Linked DNA regions of Capra hircus: region 1 is linked to region 2. Evidence: chromatin contacts called from public Hi-C data. All regions are on one chromosome and are shown on one strand. The core of a region is the stretch at or near the end of the contact, and the rest is flanking DNA. Distances in the headings are between cores, read along the strand shown.

Evidence for each region. A called contact is a pair of places that touch in the nucleus more often than the background predicts.
Region 1: a contact with region 2 is called in a Hi-C map of blood, with 2.3 times the contacts expected there. The contact joins two enhancer-like sites. A contact is called at or near these places in 2 of 5 Hi-C or Micro-C datasets (both in blood).

The regions. Positions count from the first base shown.
Region 1 is chr17:66,919,423-66,923,863 of ARS1.2, reverse strand. It overlaps RNF175 (RING finger protein 175), which reads left to right. Exons shown (of 9, transcript XM_018061623.1): 3 at 296-437. Among named protein-coding and RNA genes, the nearest start is that of RNF175, 15 kb to the left of the region's middle. Within about 2 kb of position 2,438, at least 1 of the 5 cell types and tissues checked has an H3K27ac peak or open chromatin away from gene starts, as enhancers often do.
Region 2 is chr17:66,810,308-66,814,627 of ARS1.2, reverse strand. KIAA0922 (transmembrane protein 131-like) reads right to left here. Exons shown (of 35, transcript XM_018061620.1): 31 at 3,433-3,512. Among named protein-coding and RNA genes, the nearest start is that of TRNAC-GCA, 5.6 kb to the left of the region's middle. Within about 2 kb of position 3,022, at least 1 of the 5 cell types and tissues checked has an H3K27ac peak or open chromatin away from gene starts, as enhancers often do.

The DNA of each region.
Region 1 (4,441 bases), core at 1,189-3,688, 110 kb before region 2:
GTCCCCATTGATCACCTTGAAAGGACAAGGCTGAGGCCAAAAGCACGTGGGCAAGCTAAGGGCAGAGAGGAACTGGTTTCACTGACAGACTCAGGCTCCTCTTCCCTGCTGTCCCTTCCCCCAAGCCCGGGGGAAAGGGGGGAACTGAGAACTTAGGAAAGCTTTGTAATCAAAGCTTAGAAAACCCCCAGTTTGAAATTCCCAATCGCTTCTCATGAGTCCTGCCTACTTTTCTTGTCTTGCTAACTGTCCAAGAGCTGAGGGCTTATGCAGCTGACTTCTTTGCCGGTTGCAGCCTGCAGCAGGAGAGGACGTACGAGATGCACCGGGGACACGAGGCCATGCACGTGGAGATGATCTGGGTCTTCCTCTGCGCCCTGGTCGTTGCCCAGGTAGCGCTGGCGCAGTGGAGACAGAGGCACGGCCGCTCCTACAACGTGAGTCGCCCCCGGGGGCCGCTGGAAGCCGCTCCTCTTGCCCACGCATCCCTCTTCTGTTACCGCTTTGACGGAGATGGTTTGGTTTAAGTCAGTGGCTCTCAGCCCCGTGCAGTTTTGCCCCCGGGAGACTCTGAGCAACATCTGGAAACATTTGTGATTGTCACGCCTTAGCAGGAGGGAAGCGGTGAGGGGAGCGGCTACTGGCATGTAGCGGTAGAGGCCAGGGATGCCACTCCACACGCAAGAATAGCTCCTCATGACAGAAACACCAATGGTGCCAAGGCTGAGAAACCCAGGCTTAAGTGAGCCTACTTTCCTTTGGGGCATGAACTATTTTCTGCCAATGGCCCAGGACAGGAGGATTAGGAACGGCAGAAACGAAAGGCTGAGGCTGTCTGACTTGGCTTCATCAGCATTAAACTCTCTTGGCATGGATGGTTTCTGTCCCCAGGGGGGACGGGGGAGCGTGGTAAAGCAGACCCTGAGCTGACCTTTTCCACATGGAGCAGGATCCTGTTGTCACAGACCCCTCCCACCTAGCACGCCCACTGGAACCTCCCCATCTCATGGCCTCAGTCATGGCCTGGGCTTGTTGGACCTGAGACAGGCGCTGCCATGCTGAGAGCAGAGCTGCTCACAGTCTGGGTGCAGCAGAATCAGCTGGGGGAGTCGTTAAATGAGACGCCCAGGTCCCACCCCCAGAGTTAAATGAGATGCCCAGGTCCCACCCCCAGAGTTTTTTCACTCCATGTAGGCCAAATAACTTGCACGTGGAACGAGTTCCCAAGTGGTACAGACGTTACTGGTCCAGGGATGGCACTCTGAGAACCAGCGATGCAGGCCTGAGAATGGGCTGGGTGGGGAGGTGCTGGAGAGGAGAAGGGCCCGCAGTTCACGCTCTCCACGGCCCGGGGTCTCAGACTGGTCATTGTATCAGAAAACTTGCCTGTGACAAATGAAGTGCTGGCTTAGACAAGTATTTTATTTTCTTTCCACCCATCGTAAAAATTCTTTCCTACATAGCACGGGACTGAAATGAACTCCTCTAAGTTTCCTCTAATATGTAAATCTAAGTTAATTTTGGCCATTTTATTTAGAAAGGGGAATCTTGGGAGATTTTCGTTTGTTTCTTAAGCAGATGCACCCATGGGCTGTCATGTCACCTCTGTCTTGTCAATTAGAATGAACACCCTCTGTATTCCACTTGGACGAATTTTCTTCAATGAAGGAGAGTAGGATTGAACCTCATCAGTTATTCTCTCTCATATCAAAGAAAAAGCCCCTTAAATATATGGTGTCCTTATCTTCAAAATGGAAACAGCTAGCATAGAATTTCTAGAGTCCTTAAAAAGAAACCTGGATCTTTTTTTAATATAAATCCATTTATTTTTAATAGGAGGTTAATTACTTTACAATATTGTATTGGTTTTGCCATACATCAACATGTATCCACCACAGGTATACACGTGTTCCCCATCCTGAACCCCCCTCCCTCTTCCCTCCCCGTACCATCCTTCTGGGATGCACCAGCCCCAAGCATCCAGTATCATGCATCAAACCTGGACTGGCGGCTCATTTCATATATGATATTGCGCATGAGAAATCTGGATTCTTAAGGAAAGGGTTTGTAGCCCTGTTCCATCCTTCCTTTATAACTGATAATTACCTCTGAGGTTGTATGAGTTCTGTTTTCACAAAGACACAGATGTGGATTTACTTAGAAAGAAATCCCCTTTGAAAGGAAACACCACATCAGCCAACTGACTTGAACGGTATCCCACCACTCCTCTGCCATTTTTATTTGGTGATTTTTGAGGTCCCTCATGCTAGAAAGGACCTGTCCTCGTGTCTGACGGAGTTGCTCATATGGAAGCTGAAGCTGCCGCTGCCTCCATCACTGTGGAGATTCACGCACTGGCTGCACCGGCCATGAGCACTCAGGGCCCCCTTGGAGGACTTGCTGCTGCTGGCAGTTCTGAGCCTGACGGCTGGCTACAGCTGTTGGCCGGCGGGAGTGGCCTTCCCAGGTGTTCCCCGATGCTCACTGCACAAGCTGTACTGCCCAGGACGCCTCTCCAGGGACCTTGCTTTTGACTGTGCTCTCCCCCCCAGAACTGGGCTCCCGCAGTCACTCCCTTCTCCCCGAGGCGCTGGTACTGTGTCCTGCCACACAGCTGCACTGCTCAATGTCTACTCAGATGCGCTCTGTGGTCCTGAGGATACTTTGGAGGTAACCAGGTGACTGTGAGCGTTGCATCCCTTAGGGTGGCCCATTGTGACAAAGCCGGGAGCCTAAGGATGCCTTCAGTGGTCAAGCACAGATTTGGGTTCCCAAAGGAACTCTTCTGGGTTAGCACAAAGATGCACCTGGCCTCCAGAATCTTCTCTACTCCTTTGCCCATCATAGTCCATCTACGGTTATTGCATGGCCCCAAAGGAACAGGTGGAGAGACCCTGTGTGTCTCTGATGACAGTCTTTGGCTCAGGTAAGATCCGGCGTGTGAGGCTGACCATTCCCATGCCGATGCTTTGGCTTTACCCCTTGCTCTGTGTACCTTCTTGGAGGCTCACTGCCAGAGCCGTCATCAGAACTCGGCCATCTCAGGAGCCCTTGGTGACATCCGCAAACATTGGGGCTGGAAATAGTTCCCAGAGCACCTGTAGCTGACTCCAGCACTGGTTGCCAGCTTTTTCACTGTGGTTTGCATGAACTGTATCCAAAAACCATTCAGGTTAACATCTTTGGTATGAAATTTGATGGACATGTTTCCATAAAAGCTGACCTAAACAGCCTTGTCATCCAAAAATAACCCAACTTGTTTTTAACATATAACCTAACTTTAAACTTGGGCTTCCCTGGTGGCGCAAATGGTAAAGAATCTACCTGCAATGCAGGAGACCTGGGTTCGATCCCTGAGTTGGGAAGATTCCCTGGAGGAGGGCATGGCAATCCGCTCCAGTATTCTTGCCTGGAGAATCCCCATGGACAGAGGAGCCTGGCGGTCTGCAGTCCATGGGGTCATGATGAGTCAGACATAGCTGAGTGACTAAGCGCAGCACAGCACTTTTAACTTGTTTCTTTTGGCATTTAAGATTATGCAGGACCTACCAGAACTAGAGCTTTTAATATGTTTATAAGGTTCAGGAAGCTTCTGGCTCTTTTTACAAGGGACCATATAGTGAAGTTTTTGATGAAACTTCATGAATTAATGCTGTAACCTTCACCAATACATTAATAATATATCACTATATATAACATATTAACTATAATTACTATGATATAGTGTAATAATATACTATAATAGTTACTCCATAATAATTATTATATTACTATAAAATATATATGAAATACCATATATAAATTTATATGTAACTATTATATATTATTACAGTTGTGATTAAGTGCTTTTTGTACATTATCTAACTTACCCTGGGAGGTAGTAATTTTTTTACTCCCTTTGTGAAATATAGTTCAGAGAAATTAAATAACTTGGTCAAGGTCACATAACTCATTAGCTGCAGAGAGGAAACAAAAATCCAACCTCATTAGTTGTTTTCTCTTACATCAAGGCTATTGATATTCCTTTAACATCTCTGAATCACGCTTTCCTTATCTGCAAAATGTAAACACTGCAAATAAGAGGAGCTTCCTAGGTGACACTAGGGGTAAAGAATACGTCTGCCAATGCAGGAGACATAAGAGACGCAAATTGGATCCCTGGGTCAGGAAGATTCCCTGGAGGAGGGCACAGCAACCCACTCCAGTATTCTTGTTTCGAAAATCCCTTGGACAGAGAAGCCTGACAGGCTACGGTCCCTGGGGTTTCAAAGAGTCAGACATGACTGAAGCAACTTAGCACCCATGCATGCAGATAAGAGCCCAACTTCCAGACTTGAGACTCAAAACACTTCCCTGTGAGAATTTCTAGACACACAGAGAATGTTCAGCACCATCAGTTGACTCTGAATGCATTCAAGGGATATGACTTGTAAATAACATT
Region 2 (4,320 bases), core at 1,773-4,272:
TTGGTGGCACAGATTAGAGACAAGCTGGCCATCTACACACAGGCTGGGCCTCCACAAGGAAAGACTAGACTCAGCTGCTGGAAACGCTCTGAGGACCGAAGATTCACCAGCCACCTGGCTACATGGGGACACCGCCTACCTGTACTCCTGGAGGAGGCAGGCCCACCGTGGGGGCCCAACATGTGGACACAACACTCACTTTGCAGGCAGCCTACGAGCCCTCGGGGAGCTGGTGGTAATCACCCGCCTACAGACCTGGAGATGTGCAGCTCAAGATGGTTCCAGTGACCCTCCAGCATTTAAAGAAACACCACCGGAGACCACGTAGCTATCACAGCAGTGGGGGTCCCTCAAAGATGAGGCCTGCCTCCTAGGGCCAGCCTGGTGCTTTAGGGCTGGCTCAGCGGCTGGGCCCAGACCCTGTGCTCAGTCCTGAAGGGCAACGCATCCTGCCCCGAGTCCCAGTGAGAGCTGCTGGAACCAGAGGCTGGATGAGCTGATGAGGAGATCTGGTTCCCGTTCTGCCAGTCAAATTCACCAAGAACTGCTTCTAGAGTCACGTGCTCACGAGCAAACGGACCAGCGGCCAGGACCACACAGAGATGAGGGGCGTGCGTGCTGCTGTGAGACTGTCTCTGGGGGATCTCCACGCCACCGAGAGGGTGCTCTGGCCGCCCACATTCTGACCTGTCTTTCCAAGGACAGCCACTGAACAAGGTCTCGGGAGATGTGGGGAGGGTCTCAGTGTAGAGCAAGGGGCAAGTCTGCTTTGTCCATCGTGATAAAGACGTCATCTCCTACCTATTATTAAAAACCGAAACACGTAGGTTTCCTAAGCGTGGGGCTCCCTTCCTATAACACAACCACAGACCGCTGCAGGTGCAGGTGGGCCCTGCGTGCCCCCCACATCACCCCTCAAAGCCTGGGGACCTGCAGAAGTGTGCTTATGAGGCTCTCAGGCTGCTCGTTGTGCTAAGCATCTGGTGCCTCTGACCCAAGCCTCCTGTCCTCTAGCAGCATCCACAGAATCATGGCAGGCAGAGCTGAGCTCAGGTGAGCACTGCAGACCCCTGACCGGTCTCCACAGTGACGCGATCCGATTCAGACCCAACACCACCCTCTGGCTGCAGTACTAAAAACAGACAGTGAGGTGGCAACACATGTTAACTACACTCACTGTGGCGACTGTTTTGCAAAATGTACGTACACTGAAACCTGGAGGCAGGCACGGCAACCCACTCCACTGTTCTTGCCTGGAGAATCCCATGGACACGACTGAAGTGACTTAGCATGCATGCACACACATACATTGAATCACTGTATTGCTTATATGCCAGAAACTAATAAACTGCATGGATCAATTACACCTCAAAAGAACAAACAGAAGAGGAGACAGTGAGGGGAGGGGAGAGCGGAGGCAGAGGCTTGTCAGGAGATTGTGGTGATTTCCCAGGTGAGAAGTGACGGTGGCTGAGAGGAGACGCGCTCAGACTCTGGGTCTATGCAGCACAGGGGAGAAGGCTCAGCCGGGATGTGACAGCGGGGCAGGGGGCAGAGGCTGGCATGGGGGGTGAGGGGTGGGGCGGAAGAAGGGGCTTGGCACAGGCCCTGCGGACAAGGAGGGCAGTTTCTGAGGAGCTTAAGGGCCTACGTAGGGATTAACAGGTCACCAAAAAATAAGCAAACTTAATTCAACATTCAAAAAACTAAGATCATGGCACCTGGTCCCATCACTTCATGGCAAACAGATGGGGGAAAAATGGAAACAGAGACAGGTTTTATGTTCTTGGGCTCCAAAATCACTGCAGATGATGACTGCAGCCATGAAATTAAAACACGCTTGCTCCTTGGAAGAAAAGCTATGACAAACCTAGACAGCATATTAAAAAGCAGACACGTTACTTTGCCGACAAAGGTCTGTGTAGTCAAAGCTGTGGTTTTTCCAGTAGTTGTGTACGAATGTGAGAGGTGGACCACAGAGAAGGCTGAGCTGAGGAACTGATGCTTTCAGACTGTGGTGCTGGAGAAGACTCTTGAGTCCATCCTAAAGGAAATCAACCCTAAATATTCACTGGAAGGACTGATGCTGAAGCTCAAGCTCCAATACTTTGGCCACCTGCTGCAAACAGCTGACTCACTGGAAATGACCCTGACGCTGGGAAAGAGTGAAGGCAGGAGAAGGGGGACGACAGAGGATGAGATGGTTGGGTGGCATCACCGACGCAAGGGACACACGTTTGAGCAAGCTCCACGAGCTGATGGTGGACAGGGAAGCCTGGCGTGCTGCAGTCCATGGGGTTGCAAAGAGTCGGACACGGCTGAGCAACAGCAAAAGTAAACTGCAGACTGTTAACAAAGACGAGGTAACAACACACTTGAAACATACACACGACAAGCAGATGAGAAAAGATTCTCCAACTGACAGAGACACACAGGAGAAAGTGGGAGGTGCCTGCCTGCTTTGATGCAGATTCTCTTTCCTCATCATGAGCTAAGTCCTCTCTCCCCTCTATCACCCCAAAGAAAAAAGGGGCACCTCCTAAACCTTTCCAAATCTTGTCTCAGCGAATTACTGAATTTAAGTTTTTTTTTTCATAGAAAACACTTATTTTTATTGGACTCACAAATAACTTATTTCTGGTGATAATCGGACAGCACTCCAAAATGTAAGCATAAAGCCTTACGGAGCCCCCTCCTACGTTCAAAGTTAACACACTCCACTGCGCCAGGCAGCCTTTAACTTACACCAGGGACACGAACAAAATCAAGAGCTAGACGGTGCCCCTGAGGGTGACCAGCAGACGTAGCCTGCACCTGGCGAGGCAGGACGGAGGCCCAAGGAGAAAACAAGAGACGTGAGACAAGGGCACGAGAAGGGATGGGAAGGAGAGGGGAGGAGGGAGAGGGAGGAGGAGGGGGGGGGGAGGAAAGAGGGTTGAGGCCTCTGGGACAGACCCTGGGCGGAGCGGCTTTCCTTCCCACCAGCCCCAGGTCCACGCCCCGGCCACTGTCCCCACCCTTCCCCGCTGTCCCTGCTCAGAGGGGCCGCAGAGCTCAGCACGTGGCCTCAGCTCGTGCAGGGAAAGACGTGGGTGTGGTCGACGTGGCTAACGGAGGCACTGGACCCTCGGTCTGCTCCCTGCTTTTCCGCCCGCTCAGATGAGAAGGGGACCTACAGGCAGCGGCAGACCCCATCGAGGGGCCCCCACACCCGCTCTGGGGCCACAGGCCGCCTGCGCCTTGCCCCTCCAGGAACGAGGTCAGGGTCCTAGCAGAAGGGGCCCCGGCAACGCCAGGGTAGAGGGCAGGAATGCTCAGGAGCCCGAGGCAGCGGCCTCGTCCCGCCCTCACCCCTAGGCCGGCTCCGTCTGCCCTCAAGCTCCCCGGCCAGCAGGGTGGCGTGGACACCTGAGCAGGAGGCACGGGCCTCACCTTGATCTTCAGCAGCAGCAGGCCCAGTGGGGAGGCTGGGGCAGGGAGCGTCCGCAGGCGTGGGGAGGCTGCTCACGTCACTGGGGGAGAGCAAGGTGAAGAGAAGCCGCTGAGTGTCTGCAAACAACTCTGACTGGGGCTCGACATAAATCCTTCCCCAACCAAAACAGAGAGATACTGTAGACATGAAGGCATACACCCAAAAAAAGGCTGAAGAATATTAGGTTCCTAAGAGCCAGCCAAGTCGTGTTTTAATAAACAGCAACCGCGCAAGTTTAAAGTAACTCAGATGGTCCGCAGTTTCCAGTTGGCCCCACTGCCGCTGGCAGCAACCTTCTACCCTGTGTTTATTCTCTACCCCGAACAGAAAGAGCTCACGTAGAGCCTTCCTCATCCAATTTCATTTCTGTGACATCCCCCTGTCCTGTGGCACCTAAAACCTAACTGCCCCCTCACTGTGAAACTCAATCCACCTTACATACCCTACCCCGCCCACCCCGCTCAGTAAATGGGCTTGTTTATGTTGTCTGACGCTGTGGAAATCATCACACAGTGAAGCTGTAAACATGTGACTTCTACTAGGTCCTTGCACATTTCTAAGACCCATCAATGCTGTTTTATTTCAAGACCCAGCAGAGTACCTGGCTCCCATTCTTATTATAACTACTGTTCTTCCTCCTTTCAGGACAGAGAATTCTTCTAACAGCCGTATCACTGAAAGGACCAGGGATACCAGAGATGCTCCTGCACGAATGTGTTACCTTGGAAGGATTGTATGCTTTGAATTATTAATAAAATTAATTCTACTCTCTCATATCATTAAAAGGTTTTCCTATTTTTAGCCTGCAGAACTGAAAACAAAGAAGACAGACACAAAATGAAAAAAAC